Linked DNA regions of Mus musculus: all the other regions are linked to region 3. Evidence: chromatin contacts called from public HiChIP or PLAC-seq and promoter capture Hi-C data. All regions are on one chromosome and are shown on one strand. The core of a region is the stretch at or near the end of the contact, and the rest is flanking DNA. Distances in the headings are between cores, read along the strand shown.

Region 1 (4,445 bases), core at 1,864-4,363, 200 kb before region 3:
ACCTCACTTAATTTACTATCAAGCAAATGACTCTAATTTTACATTTTTTTCATTAAAACCATAAAAAAAAAAAAAAACGTGATTACAGATCTCTTGATACTCTGGTAATCGATCGTCATTCTTCAGTACCAAGAGCTGTTAAGTGACCCTGGGAGCGGGGTTATAAAAACAGGTCCACTAGCAGTCTGAAACCTCAGTGAGGTCGCTGAAGTATAAGCTGTGTTTTGGTCAGTGTCAAGGAAACCCTCAGCAGGGATGTGGACGAGCCCTTGCCCGCTGCTTGTCCCTGGACTGCTAGGGTGACCACTGCTGGCCTCCTCCACTGCCAGCTGAGGCACCTCACATGGCATAGCCTACTCAGCCCACAGGAACTCCACAAAGGAGGCCTGTAGGGGTGGGTAACACTGGACATATGCCCAAGGCCACAAAGGCACACATGGGCAGTCATTTGTGGGCCCACCTCAGCCGCATAGCAATTTTAGGAACATATTCCCTTGAAATGTCATGGGTAGATGGAGAAGCCCTCTGGTGGTGCTAATACCATTTTCTAATTTCCAGCTGAAAACCATTGACCTCCTCTGACATGGACATCACGGTCATGAGGTTGTCCACGGGGCACGGAGGAAATCACCACGAGGGATGGCAATGCTGCGCTTCCCCCCCATCCCCCCACCAGAATCTTGTTTCTGGAAATGCCAAGCCATGGTCCACTCTGGGAAGAGTCTGAGCCAGATGCTCTTTCTACATAAGCCGTGTTGAATGTTCTTCAGTTACTTAGAGTAAAGGGGGAACTTTGAAAATCTCACGTCTATCAGAATGTACAGGCCGGACACAAGGGTGGAGATAAAACAATGAAGGATCTGAAAAGGACACTCAGTGCAGCCTGGAGATCATCAAGGAAAACCGTGGCCATGCTGCAGAAATAAAGAAAACTGCCCTGCAAAATGACTATTCCATCGATGGCGAGTAACTCAAAAGCACACACTTTATAGAGACAGTGTCAAACAAATGGGTCCATTCAGTAAACGGGGTAACTAGTATACTCAGGGAACGTCAAACTGTGAAAGGACTCAGAGACAGTTTTCCCTCCTGCCTTAGCAAACAAAGACAGTCATTGTGTGCTGGAACCACGAGGCCACCACCACAGTGGCCGTCCCTTCTGTCACCGTCACCATTGAGGACCTTGAGGACTTGTGTCTATATCCTCAGCAATTGTACCACCATAAAGACCCTCACTGCGATGGACACCACTGTCTCCACCTTTACTGTCACCAGCGTCAGCGTCATCACACCCTTACAACGCAACCATCTACACCACCATTTCTACTAACCACAACATCAGCAACAAAATCTACACCACCACCTCCCTCTTCATCCCCATGCAATACCACCACCTCAAAGCCATCAAGATCAAAGTACAGGCCACTGCCATTTGACCCTCCTTGTAAGGTGAAAGGTATTATCCAAACGCCTCTAATTATATTGAAATGTTTTAGTTTTGAATATATTTTAACAACCTTAAACTATAGAAAAATTTAAATGATCTAAAATGTACTTGTTGGTACACTTAATATTTTATGTGGTTTTTATGTCAGTCCTAACTAACAAGGGTCCCCAGTTGGGCCGTATGCATTCACTGGAAACAATCCATTGTGACCACAGGAGCAAAGATCTTAGAAACATCGTGGCTTCCATGTGGTCCCTTGGCTGTGAAAGAGTGCTGCTCAGATGAGCAACTCAGTTTCTGGAAATACTAAAGCAAGACTAGAAGACTCGCAAAGGAGATGCAGTAAGTCCAGTCATCCACCAGCATCTCACCACACTCGGGCTCCTTTCAACAGCTTGCAGATCATGAGCATCCCTAAACCATCTCTGGTATTTCCAGACAGACCAAGAAGACAGCATCTGAGTTTTCTAAAATATCGATGAGGTTATCGCATGAGACACCTTTAGAGTTCTTTGCAGTTCCTAGGAAGAGTCAGTATACTAAAAACAGTTTAAATTAAAAGTGAATGAGAGAGAGAGAGAGAGAGAGAGAGAGATTGATTTTTGGCTTCACCAATTCCATCAGAGAACAAAAAAGTCAAATAAAATGACCTGCAATCAGCAAGAAAAGCAGCTTACATCACCACAATAAACGTTCACACTGTAAGCCAATAAGCTGTAAATTGACGTACCTTAAGGACAATTTTATTATCTGAAGTTGGCGTCCTCCCCACCCACAGTGCAAATTTGCAAGGATCTCCTTCAACGTGTTCTGTGACACCCAACTCTGAGGTCTGCATAAAACACAATTAGATAATTAGACAACGGTACGATTTTGGTAGGAGTAGACATGGAAAGAGGACAGCCTCTGGTGGTTGGTGGCCATGTGAAACACTTAGTCCAGTGCTTCTTAATCTATGGATTACAACCACCCCCTTGGAGGTCAGATAACTCCTTCATAGGGGTCGCCTAAGAACACTGGAAAACAGATATTTACATTAAAATTCATAATAGTAGCAAAAATACAGCTATGAGGTAGCACCATGAATACTTTTGTGGTTGGGGTCACCACAGTGTGAGGAGCTGCACGAAAGGGTCGGGTCAGTAGAAGGTTGAGAGCCTTAGGAGGTAGGAGGAAAGCCGGGGTGGACACGCGCGGGACACACTGTTCCCACCCTGAGTACTTCTGGAGATTGCAATGCAGCTTCATCAGCAGGATGTGCTGAGGAAACAGCCCAACCTTAGACACAAGCACGGGCTTTTCCTAGTCCAGAGAGGCTCCCACAACAGACTCTGAGCATACCTTGACAGAGGGCAAAAGGGCTAAACTCTGACTTCATCTACATCCTTAACTTTTAGTATTTCATCATGAAAACCCTGCCTGTGGACATATCCACAACAGGGCATCCTCCCCCCATGATGGAATCCGCCCCATGCCTCTCCCTCCAGCAACGGAAGTGACTCACAGGTTGGAACTGCAGAGGCAGCCTTGGTAGGAATCTTATTTTTTTTAAAATATAAATTAAACTAAGATGTATCAGTTTTTAAAACACACAAGCTTGCCTCCAAGGTCAGATTAAAGCCAGCAGTAAAGTGGCTGCTGGCCAGGATGCACTTATTAATTTCCAGCTGGACAGTGACCTATCTGACGTAAGGCCACAGTGATCCAAATGATAATCACAACCAGGGGACCGGCCAAAGATGGTGGACTGAAAACCGTTACCAGGAATTTTCAGATTCCAGATTATTATTTAAAAAGTTTCTACGCTTGGGAGTCTCTATTCTTTGGAGAGTTTGATTGACACACAAAAATCCCCAAAATTTGTAACATTAAGTCACCTGACTATTAGATACCGAATAATATTTTAAAGAGAGCTGACAGAGAGAGATCTGTGTGGCACTCTGGTTCCTTTATGATGGTAAGCTTGCCTTTATGTTCACTGGTTCTCTCTGCCCAACTCTGCCCAGCAACCCAGTGCTGGCAGCCCTCTGAGCAATAGCCTTGAGAAAGGTCAAAGTGCAGGGGATAAGAGTTTGTCCTGGCTTGGCTTCCAGAAAGCAGGCATGGGCTGGACCCAGCCAGGGCTGGCTAATGAGGAATGGTAGCACAATAGTTCTGGGTGTGCGCCTCTCCCCAGAAACACAATGACGAGCCAAAATATATCGCTAGAACACTCCAAAGGCCTCTGCATGGGCAGGGCTGGGGAGTCTTTCAAATGCTATTTTTGATTACATATTTTTCTGTGATAATGCCATTTTGCTATTATCAAATTTTCAAAAATTTGTTCTTACATTTACTTTGCATAAATTAATTTCTAATGGAGAATAATTAAATCTTCGTTATTATGGATCTGTAGTGAGCGCAGCAAGTAAGGGAGCTTACATACGTTTTGATGTCTGTACTGGCTGGTTTTGTGTCAGCTTGACACAGGCTGGAGTTAGTTATCACAGAGAAAGGAGCTTCAGTTGAGGAAATGCCTCCATGAGCTCCAACTGTAAGGCATTTTCTCACTTAGTGATCAAGGGGGAAGGGCCCAGCCCATTGTGGGTGGTACCATCCTTGGGCTGGGAGTTCTGGGTTCTATAAGAAAAAAAACTGAGCAAGCCAGGGGAAGCAAGCCAGTAAGCAGCATCCCTCCATGGCCTCTGCATCAGCTCCTGTCTCCAAGTTCCTGCCCTGTGTGAGTTCCTGTCCTGACTTCCTTTGGTGATGAACAGCAATCTGGAAGTATAAGCTGAATAAACTCTTTCCTCCTCAATTTGCTTCTTGGTCATGATGTTTGTACAGGAATAGAAACCCTGACTAAGACAATGTTATGAATTAAAAAAATTAAATTGATATGAATCCTTGCTTAGGGTAGGACATCATCTATTTACACAGCAGCAGTTTTCAACCTGTGTGAGGGTTGCTCCTCCCACTGGGGTCACGTATTAGATATCCTGTATCTATATTTACATTA
Region 2 (4,628 bases), core at 1,449-3,948, 180 kb after region 3:
GGCCAGAGCAAGGCATCTGATCCCTTGGAGTTACAGGTGGTCTAAGATATGTAATGTGGGTGCTGGGAGCTCAACTCAGATACTCAGGAAGAATAGCAAATGCTTAAGGGCTGAGCCACCTCTCCAGTTCCACAATTAATAGTTTGAATAAATTTGTATTTTATTAGTGGTTTCATCTGTAACATGTAGTTCAATGTCTGACCTCATGAAAGACACACAGAAACATTTGTTGGATAAGTGAATGATTAAAGGTGAAATGTCACACGTTTTCTGAAGGTATTTGGATTTCCGGATGAAGTCTTCTGCCTGGATGTGACCATTTCCTGTTTCTGTCTTCCCATCATGCCTAGCACAGGATTTTTGTATGGCTAACCATTTTCAGCCTTCAAGACACATTTTTATATATTGCCTGGTGGAATGTGCTTGTAGAAAAACCTTCCTGACTTTGCTATTGGTAAATGTTGGATACCTCTCTTCCAACTATCAGAAATATAAAGAAGTGTGCCTTGAGAGTGGGTAACTTGGTTGTACATTTGCTCTGTTTGTTCTACTTAATGGCAGTTCTCAATGAGTCTCTTTCAGGTTCAGGGACCCTTAAGAAGATCCCTCAAGGCACCAGCCTTATTCTACTGAGCTTCAAAGGGGTCGAGCTTGAGCTGCAGTGGCTGAAGACTCTGAGGTTTGCCATGAAACCTCAGGAGAGTTGAGGGCATATACGCCAAAACACAAATGAATGGTATCAGTCAGGTGTAGAAAATTTCCCAAGAAGTAATGGCCCTAGGCGATCACATTGTGAATAGCTGCTGCTGAGACGTGGGTGGCACCTCATTTACACTGGTTAAGCATATCTAGTGAGCGATGAGCATGGCTCACCGGAGCCTTACTTCTCTCCTGAGGGTCACATGTTGACAATGTTCTCGGGACTAATCTGAACTGCTTAGCAGGGACGATCAGACTATCTTGTCTTATTCTGTGTCTCTCCTGTGACCTGTGGCCACCGTTCACAATTATAACAACAAACAGCTGCTTACCAATACACAGAGGTTGATTGAAAATTATCTTTATATCTCACGTATAGTGTGCGCTTCATTTGCCTGAGGCTCTATGTTAAGTCTGCCGTGACCCCGGATGTATTCACACACCATGTTGGCTCAGAAGATGACACTCCCAAATGTACAGCTGTGAAGTTTAGAGTGAGAACCCGTGAAGAGCCGCACATTCAGGGAGAGTTTTCTTTCTCCTTATCTATCTTCAAGTCCACATAGTCCAGGAGACATTATTTGCTGCAAGTGCTTTCCTCAGCCATCCCAGCAGGAAGAGGAAACACATGCAAATGGCAGGCAGGAGTGATGGCTACCACAGGGGCATTACCCCAAGGCATTGTCTGTTCTTTGAGTCAATTCATCTCCGTGAAAAATAATCTACTCTTCCGATAAAATTGCTCAATACTTTTTTTTCTCTCCTCAAAGAAGAACAGATGTAAGCTTCTAAATCTTACTGAACTGCTGGGCACCTGGGTGATTCCCGTGTGTGCAATACTCTGCATGGCTTCTCCCTTGTCAATCTGTCTACTGCCTTTGTCAGATTCAAACACTGAACTTCCAAGGGAAAATAGAGAGTTCTTCTGTGCCTATACTTCTGACTTTAAATATGCTTTTGTTATTTGCTTGCCATCAGTATTCAACACCAAATATCTGTATCCATATTAACACTACAAATGGAGGCCACACCCTAACTGGCTGATGGCTAGGTGAATTGATTGTCCTGATATCAAGGTAGTGCCCTGGTTGTCAATTCTGTTTCTGATGAGGTTGAATAGCAGGGGACTCCTCAATTTCCTGATGATCTTTGAATAATCCGAAAAGGATTTATTTACTAGATTTTATTTTACGTTTTAATTTTTTTGAGATAGAGTTTCTCTATGTAGCTGTAGCCATCTGGAACTCCTCTGTAAACCAGGCTAGCCTGGAACTCACAGATATCGGCCTCTATCTCCTGAGTGCTGGGATTAAAGGTGAGCACCACTGCTGCCTAGCTAACTGCTGGATTTTTAATCCCAAGGATCCAATGAAATGGACCTTAAATTCTGCCATTTGTGTGCTTTGATGGGAGGGTTGTAGGTGAGAGGTCTCTCCCCATCCGTCGGTGCGGAGAGGAAGATCTAGATGTTTAGGCTTATGGAATGCAATGCTTTGCTTTCCATGCTTGGGCGGCCGTGTGAACAGGAGTAATTTATGGACACCATTTGCCATTTGCATATGAAATAGGCTGCTTGTTCTTTATGGGAGAGGAAATGGCTCCTTTGGGTCACAATTAGCCTATCAAGCAATTAGTCACAATTAGTCACCATGCTGGCAGTTAATTGTGCACACAAAGTTGTTTAGACAAAGTAAGACTGAATTTCCTAACTCGAGTAATATATCCAGAGCTGTGACTTGTCTGCCTTCTGCTTTGATCAGGTTTAAGGTTTCTTATTGTTCAGAGAAATAATTTAAGCTCCTTTATTGACTCAAAGCTTATTGTTGGGCAGTGTATGGAATGGAACATTAGAACTTGTGGTTGCAACCAAGCAGTTAAATTGCTTTCTCTTGTTGCTAAACATGATTAAGAGGCGTGCTTAAACGGCACAGCATGGAAACAGTATTACCCTAACAACGAAGGACCACAGAATCGAGGAAAGGCCCCAGGGCAGAGACTCAGGGAAGGATATATGAGCATCGCAGATGGACTGACTTCTCGCCTCAGTTCTGTGAATATCGAGAGTCACCCACATGCATGAGAAGCAACAGCGCGATGCTGTGACCCTCTTAGAGTCTTTGCCTGTGATATTCCACTGGAGGATGAACAGCTCTCTTGGTAGTTAGAAGACCATTCTGGAGGAGCTGACTTGGGGCCATCCCAGATTGCTGGGATGTTTAGGATCGGCAGACGACAACTCTGGAAGCAGAGTGTCACCCGAGTTCTGACGGTAAGGAGCTGGCGTAAACACCTCTAATGCCAGGTAGAAAAAGACCTGACACAACTTCAAATCTATAGTCAGGTGAATCTGTGAAAAAGATGTTTGTTCACTAAGTCTCTGACGTGCTGCATGCATTGGTATTTCACATGTAAAAGGAGAGCTGTGACTTTCGACTTTACTGCAGATTTCTGCCCGAGAATAACTACATGTAGCCATTTATGAGTGATCCTTAGGAAAGATGTTATTCTAGGGTGGAAAATGTTTGGGTTGGTAGTTTGGGCTTTGTATATTCCTTAAGGCCTGTAAACTTTTGCTGGCTATTAGATATGGTTAAGGCAGATTCTAGGATACAATGTATTTTAGGATCTTTGACACCTCTCAAATCTAATATTTGTAGAAATGAGGTCATGGACCTGGAGATAAAGGGACAAGAATCCTCTTCCCCACATGGGGTCCTTCTCAGCTGCTGCATGCCAGCTGCTCACAGGGAGGACCTTGAACCTTCCACTGCCAGTCTGTGCCAAAGCCTTCCCCTCCAACATTACTCTATTGCTTCTTGCCAGGCATGGTCAAGGATCCTTATGTCTGAGTACTCGTGGGTGGGGTCTCCTTCAAGTAGTCATGGACAGACCTAGCCTAGTGTGACAGAAAGATGGGCATTCCTATCTTGAAGCAGCTAGACAGAGTTTAGTAGGTTACAAGACGGATTTTGCAACAGATGATCCACATCTGGCCGGAGGCCTGTTTGTTCTGCCAATAGTTGCTTCCACTGGACCTTGCAAGTATTCAGAGTGCACTTGTCATGAGCCAGTGTTTGTCATAGGCTCTGTGGTAGAGCAGGGAAATGGGCAGATACTCAAATGGGGCCACAAGACAACAAGTCACAAAGATTAAGTCAACAATCCCAGGAACGAGCTATACTAAATTAAAACTTGGGAACAAGCCAGATGACACCTGCTGAGCCATCTTACCAACTTATGATTTGTTTATTGAGGCTGGGTCTCTATCCCAGGCTGGTCTTGAACACCCTATGTAACCAAGAGTGTGACTTTGAACATCTGATCCTTTGTCCCTACCAAATTAGTTTGTATTATTCTACAGATGGAATTCAGGCTGGGTACGATTAAGCTATATCCCTAGCCATAAACTTTAATTTTTAATTGGCAAAAATTGCAACTTTGGGGGAATGTAAGATGTTTTGATGCATTGAACATTTTAGAATGAGGCAAGTCCCTCACTTGCATACCACTTCTTTAGGAGTCTCTGCTTTCTAAATAACCTTCTGTTGCTATAGAGCTTAGGATACAATACAAATAATGCCTGTGATGTAATGGAGTGAGCTGGTCTTCTCTTAGTTATGAAAACTCCTTGCCCTCTTTTATCATGTCTGAGACATTATAATCAAATGCAAACATTTAAATATAATTAATGAATTAAATTCCTCAACAAGTGCTACCTCTTGGGAGTAAATCTTTTTGGGAAGTTTCATCTCTCTTTTTTTTTTAATTAGGTATTTATTTCATTTACATTTCCAATGCTATCCCAAAAGTCCCCCATCCACTCCCTCACACCCACTCCCACTTCTTGGCCCTGGCGTTCCCCTGTACTGAGGCAGATAAAGTTTGCACAACCAATGGGCCTCTCTTTCCACTGATGGCCAAGTAGGCCA
Region 3 (5,058 bases), core at 829-3,328:
GGAAAAAAAGAAAGAATGGTGGCTTTGGGCCATGCCTCCAGCCAGTCACACACTAAAAAATAAATAATACATTGTTAAAAACCGTTAAAGCTTTCATTTGAAGGAGTTCATGTCTTTCTAAACCTCAGCTTTCTACAAGGCCCTCACCGGAGAGGGAGAGCTGGAAAGAGCACACTAAACCCAAGTTGACACAGTCGAGACGGAACGTGTCACTTCTCTTCATAACCAATCGGTTAAGACGAATCAAAAATAACCCTGCCAGACAAAGATCAAGAAGACAGAACTAAACCAGGTGTCTAACGGCCCAGAAGTTATCTGCCTCGCCCAAGGCTGGTCGCTTCAATTGCTAGCTCCTAATGACCTGGACTGCGGCCCTGATCTCTTCCAGTTTGGGACCTGACTTTGAAAGAGGCCACTGAGACCCTGAGCTGTCAGCCTCCCGCGCTCACCCCGGTGCAGGCCGCTCACCAGACCCCGAGGCTCTCCGTCCTCCCGGAGGCGGGCAAACAGCCTCCCCGCGCCCTCCCTGGCCCGCCCGTCCGTCCGGATCCTGACCTGGGCCGCCCTCTCTGGCTCTCCAGCGCGGAGTCTGCATCCTCACTCCCAAGCCTGGCCGGCCAGGGACTGCTCTCCGAACTGCAGGCCCCCGGCCGCCGCTGCCCTCCGCCGCCTCCCGGACGCGCAAGCAAACCGGACTGCACGCAGGGACGCGCGGACGCGAGCCGGGCTCGCGCGGGATCTGGGCCGGGCCGGGCTTGGAGGAGGCGCCGTTACCGGGGTCCCCGGGACGCCCCGTCACGCCCCCTGCGCAGCACACCAGCGCCCCTCCCGCCCGCCGGGCTCCGGGCTAGCCTCCTCCTCGGCCACCTCCGGCTCGCCAGAGCGGACCCTAAACTGCCCCTCACTGCCTCCAGGTCCACGCCACCCACGCAGTGCCCGCCAGCCCTGGTCCCACGCCTCTCCCAAGGGCCACCACGGTCCCAGATGTCCTTCCCGGGCCTCCCCCAGAAACAATGGCTCGACCCGACCGCCGCCTCAGCTCGGCCACCGTCCTCGGTTCCTGGGCTGAGGTGCGATGGCTGCCCCGTTTCACAGAACCGTACACCAAGGCTGGATGACAGGCTAGAGCCCCGAGTCGGGACACTCGCTGATAATGGGGTTGGTGGTCCAGCTACCAGCGGCCCAAAAGCTATTACAGGGCAGAGCTGCTGTCCCCGGTCCCGGTGAGCTCGTCCTCCGGGACACCGGCCTCCGCCCACGCCGTCCCCGCCGCCGCCTCCTCGGCCCTCCAGCAAGAGACAAAGAGCCGGCGCCCCTACCCGCGGGGCCGTGGCCGCTGAAACGGGAGGCCGAGGGGTGTCTAGCCTGGCACGAGGGGCGAGCGCCGGGAAAGCGAGTGAAGGCGCCCGGGACGAGCCGCAGCACAAGGGCGGCGTGGGTAACCTGACACGCCGGCGTGGATCGCAGAGCCCCGATGCGGCGACAGGGACGAGAGCGCGCAGGGCTATACCGGGCCGGAGATCCGGGCGCGCCGGGCCGGCCGAGCGCGCGGGGCAACCGCGGTACTCACCGGATCGGAAGAAGGCCGCGATGTCGGCTAGGTCCTTGGCGGCCTCCTCGGCGCCCTCGCCGGCGCCGCCCCCGCAGCCGGAGCCCGCCGCGCTGGCCGCTGCCGCGGGGCCGGAGGACGCGGCCGGGGCGGTGGCACCGCCGCTGCTGCCGCTCATGGCTTCGGCGGCGGACGAGCCCGCCTCGGGCCCCGCGCCCCTAGCTCCGCGCACCCAGCCGCCTGCGCCTGGCCTGGCGGCGCCGAGCACCCAGCTGCCCGCGCCCGGCGCGCGGACGCACAGCCCCGGGGCGGCGGGCGGCGGCGGCTCGGCCCGAGGAGCGCGCCCACATAGACGAGGACACCGCCCGGGAGCCGCGAGCCTGGCGCGGAGCGGGCGCGCGGAGCCACGGCCTCGGCGTGGCCGGCCGGGGCACGGGCAGCGGCGCGGACACGCGAGGGCGGGGGCCGGGGCTGCGAAGCTCCGCGATCACGAACGCCGGCGGCAGCAGCGAGCCTCCATCTTGCTTTCCGACGGGGAAGGAAGGAGGGGGAGGGAGAAATCACGGCCGAGGGAGCCCGGGTGAAAGGAAAGGGAGAGCAGGGAAAGGAGAGGAAGGAAAAAGAGGGGCTTCGGGAATTTCCGGAGAGCTTCGTTAGCGGCCGGAGCGTGGGCTCGGCTGGTGGGCGGGGCCTTTTGTGGGCGGGTCCTGGAGGGGCGGAGCCGCGCCTGGGAGCCCGGAGGGCGAAATGGAGTGGCTGAGAGAGAACGTGGAGCGGGCCAGGTCTCCTCCTCCAGGGCTGCTCCAAACCTGGGAGGAGCAGGAACAAGTGTGACCGAGCCACACTGGCCTTCCAGGACGGGCACTGCGCCCCCTGCCAGGACTCTCGCGCCTGCACTGCAAGCGGTCCTAGCGCTGGAGCGTTTTCATTATTATTTATGTCACCCGCGGGGCCGAGCGACCAGGATATGGAGCTGGTGTGGCCTTCGCAGGCACAGCGCTGTCACTGGCATGTAGAAGGGGCGGGATAATTGTTGAATGAGCAGAGAGGCAGTGAAAACAGATTATCTGCTCTAGTCTACCGTCTCCTTGTATGTAAAAAGCAGGCGCGAGAGAGGGGGTGCTTGCGGGGAATCCCCATCTCCCAAGTGTGCTGGGTCCTCAGGCTACCCAGATGTAGTGGGAAGATGATGGAGGCAGGGGAGACCAGAGGAAAGGGACTTTTAAAGAAAATGTACGTTAAATCAGATGTGTGGAATATCAAATTCTGCTTTATGTCACGGCTGCAAGATGAGTGCAGTGAAGGAATGGGCGCCGGGTAATTGAGAATCACATGCAGGAGAAAACAGATCAACAAATTCCATCAAACTACACCCCGCACCTATGTTTAACGGGAGAACGATGATTAAGTGACCACCAGATCTTTTCCCCTTGGCAGTCTCAGACAAGCAAGGGAAAAGGGCTAGAAGGCTTGGTTTCGGTCAGGATGAAGTTTGAAGACACCCATAGGAATTTGTGTTCACCTTGCAATAGGTGTGTGTAAAGATCTACAGCTGTGTGCTTATATTTTGGACCGCATGATAGTACATATGCCTGTATTTTCTTGCTCTGTCAATTAATTGGCCCTGGAAACACCTAGCGTTTTGATGACTGTCTCTCTGCCTCTCATGTGTGCCTGCACGCACTATCGACATTTGTGTTTTGGGTCTGTGTTTATATGAATACAAGAGGTAGGTACCCAGTGTCTAACTCAGTCATCCACTTCTCACCTTAGTTTTTTTGGAGCAGAGTCTCTCACTGAATCTGGAGTTCCTTGGTTAGTTAGACAGTTGACTAGCAATACATAAAGATCCTCCCATCTCTGCCTCCCTAGTGCCCAAGCTGCAGTAAAAAGCTGGAATACCGAGGAACTGAATTCAGGTTCCCATGCTTGCAGAGTAAGTATTTTACCACAGATGGAGCGTTTCTATGGTTCTCAGATCTTGTTTTTAATACTTTCCTCCAATTAAAGGAATTCAGGCTCTTTGGGAAAATGGGTGATTCTGGTAGTGGGGCAGGAAGTATTTAACATGAGCACCCTGTTGTGCCAGAAGGTAAGGAAATGACTTCCCAAGGGGGGGGGGGGGAAGCAGCACAGAAAAAGATTACCCAGGACACAAAGGAAACAGTCGAAAGAGCTCTTCATGGCCCAAGCCAGAACAATTTCAGAAAGACAACATAGCACTGTTTGATTACAAGCAAAAAAAATAAATAAATATTTTTGAGTCCATACTGATGTAAAGGAATAAGCAAATGGGGTAGAAGTGACAAAGGCAGAAGTACAAGTAACTTAGGTAGAGATTGTCCCGAGTGAGACAGAGCAGAACTCCCCTCTCGCAGGGTACAGGCTGCACACTACCTTCCAAAGAGAACAAAACTGGTAAGGAACTTTCTAACAGAGAAACCATTACTCTGCCCCAGCCCGTTGATCAAGGTGAACTTAAGAATCAGTAAGTCACCTTGACACTGTGTTCTAGATATAATAAAAGTGGCAGTGTTCCTCCCTGTGCCTCCCCTCCAAAACTCCAAGCTCCAAATGAAGATAACAGCATCCTATGAATGAGGCACTTCCTATAAATTACCTCACCAGCACTCTCCCAGACTTTCAAGGTCAGCAAAAATAAGAAAAGGCAAACAGATAGTTGTAGAATGCTGCGAGAACCATGGGATGGTGTTAGAACTCAGTGCAGTGTGGTGGTTTGCTCGTGTTGTTTTGTTCTGTGACAGGTTTTCCATCCATGGCCCAAGCTGGCCTTGAACTCTCCATTCTCTTACATGGGCCTCCCAAGTACGTTTACTAGATGTGTAAGTACAAACAAATCAGTTGTGTGCCACCACATTTGGCTCAGTGTAGTGGTCTTGATGGGTCTCAAAAGAACTCCTGAGATTTAAACTGAGTAAATCTGAATAGCGTGTTGGGGTATTAGTCAATAACACCAAATCCATAGTAAGCGAGAAACTAGACCTGGGGTTCATGGGAGCTCTCTCCACAACTTCTTAGTAAATGTCTATCTCATTTTAAGATTAAAAAGTATATTTAAAGCTTACTTTTAATCAGATGAGCAGCCTCTTACAAAAGTAATTCAAGTCAGCAAGTCCACAATCTCACAGCTCTTCAACTCAGGTGTGTTGACGATGCTTCTCTTAATTCATATCGATAACTTCTTTCTCTCTTTACATAGCTCCCAGAGGCTTCCGAGTGAAAAATATAGATAACGTACCCGATCCTTGAACATGAAGAACCATGCTGGCATATCTGTTCCTGTAACCTGGACATCCTGCCTAGATGGTTGGCATTGTTGAGGCCAGATTGTAGACATTGCTGAGGCTACATTGTGGGCATTGCTGAGGCTGGTCCTTACTGTGTGCCTTACCCACTCATGGGAACTTGGGTCGGCTGGCAGCCATCAGGGGAAATACTCAGCTGCTCACTGTGGTGCTCAGTCCCAACCCAAACCCAGAGTCTTAGAT

What was found. HiChIP or PLAC-seq counts read pairs in DNA pulled down with a chosen protein or histone mark. Capture Hi-C pulls out chosen DNA fragments and counts their contacts.
Region 1: a contact with region 3 is called in a FOXA1 HiChIP or PLAC-seq map of pancreatic cancer cells. The contact joins the enhancer-like site here to the promoter of Trio in region 3. A contact is called at or near these places in 1 of 39 promoter capture datasets (pre-B cells), 1 of 484 Hi-C or Micro-C datasets (hematopoietic stem and progenitor cells), 2 of 115 datasets of contacts at active chromatin or transcription factors (memory CD8 T cells and pancreatic cancer cells) and 3 of 9 other capture datasets (adipose tissue, liver and pancreatic islet).
Region 2: a contact with region 3 is called in a promoter capture Hi-C map of pancreatic islet. The contact joins the promoter of Dnah5 here to the promoter of Trio in region 3. A contact is called at or near these places in 7 of 39 promoter capture datasets (the 3T3-L1 cell line, 3T3-L1-derived adipocytes, embryonic stem cells and 2 more), 3 of 115 datasets of contacts at active chromatin or transcription factors (bone marrow-derived macrophages, embryonic stem cells and memory CD8 T cells) and 3 of 9 other capture datasets (adipose tissue, liver and pancreatic islet).

Annotation. Positions count from the first base shown.
Region 1 is chr15:27,819,163-27,823,607 of GRCm38.p6, forward strand. It overlaps Trio (triple functional domain (PTPRF interacting)), which reads right to left. Exons shown (of 57, transcript NM_001081302.1): 31 at 2,178-2,279. Among named protein-coding and RNA genes, the nearest start is that of Otulinl, 140 kb to the left of the region's middle. Within about 2 kb of position 3,114, at least 56 of the 459 cell types and tissues checked have an H3K27ac peak or open chromatin away from gene starts, as enhancers often do. A contact at or near this core is called in adipose tissue, liver and pancreatic cancer cells, where this site is marked.
Region 2 is chr15:28,201,068-28,205,695 of GRCm38.p6, forward strand. Dnah5 (dynein, axonemal, heavy chain 5) reads left to right here and starts at 2,699. Exons shown (of 79, transcript NM_133365.3): 1 at 2,699-2,968. The coding sequence starts at 2,912.
Region 3 is chr15:28,023,770-28,028,827 of GRCm38.p6, forward strand. Trio (triple functional domain (PTPRF interacting)) reads right to left here and starts at 2,079. Exons shown (of 57, transcript NM_001081302.1): 1 at 1,571-2,079. The coding sequence starts at 1,727.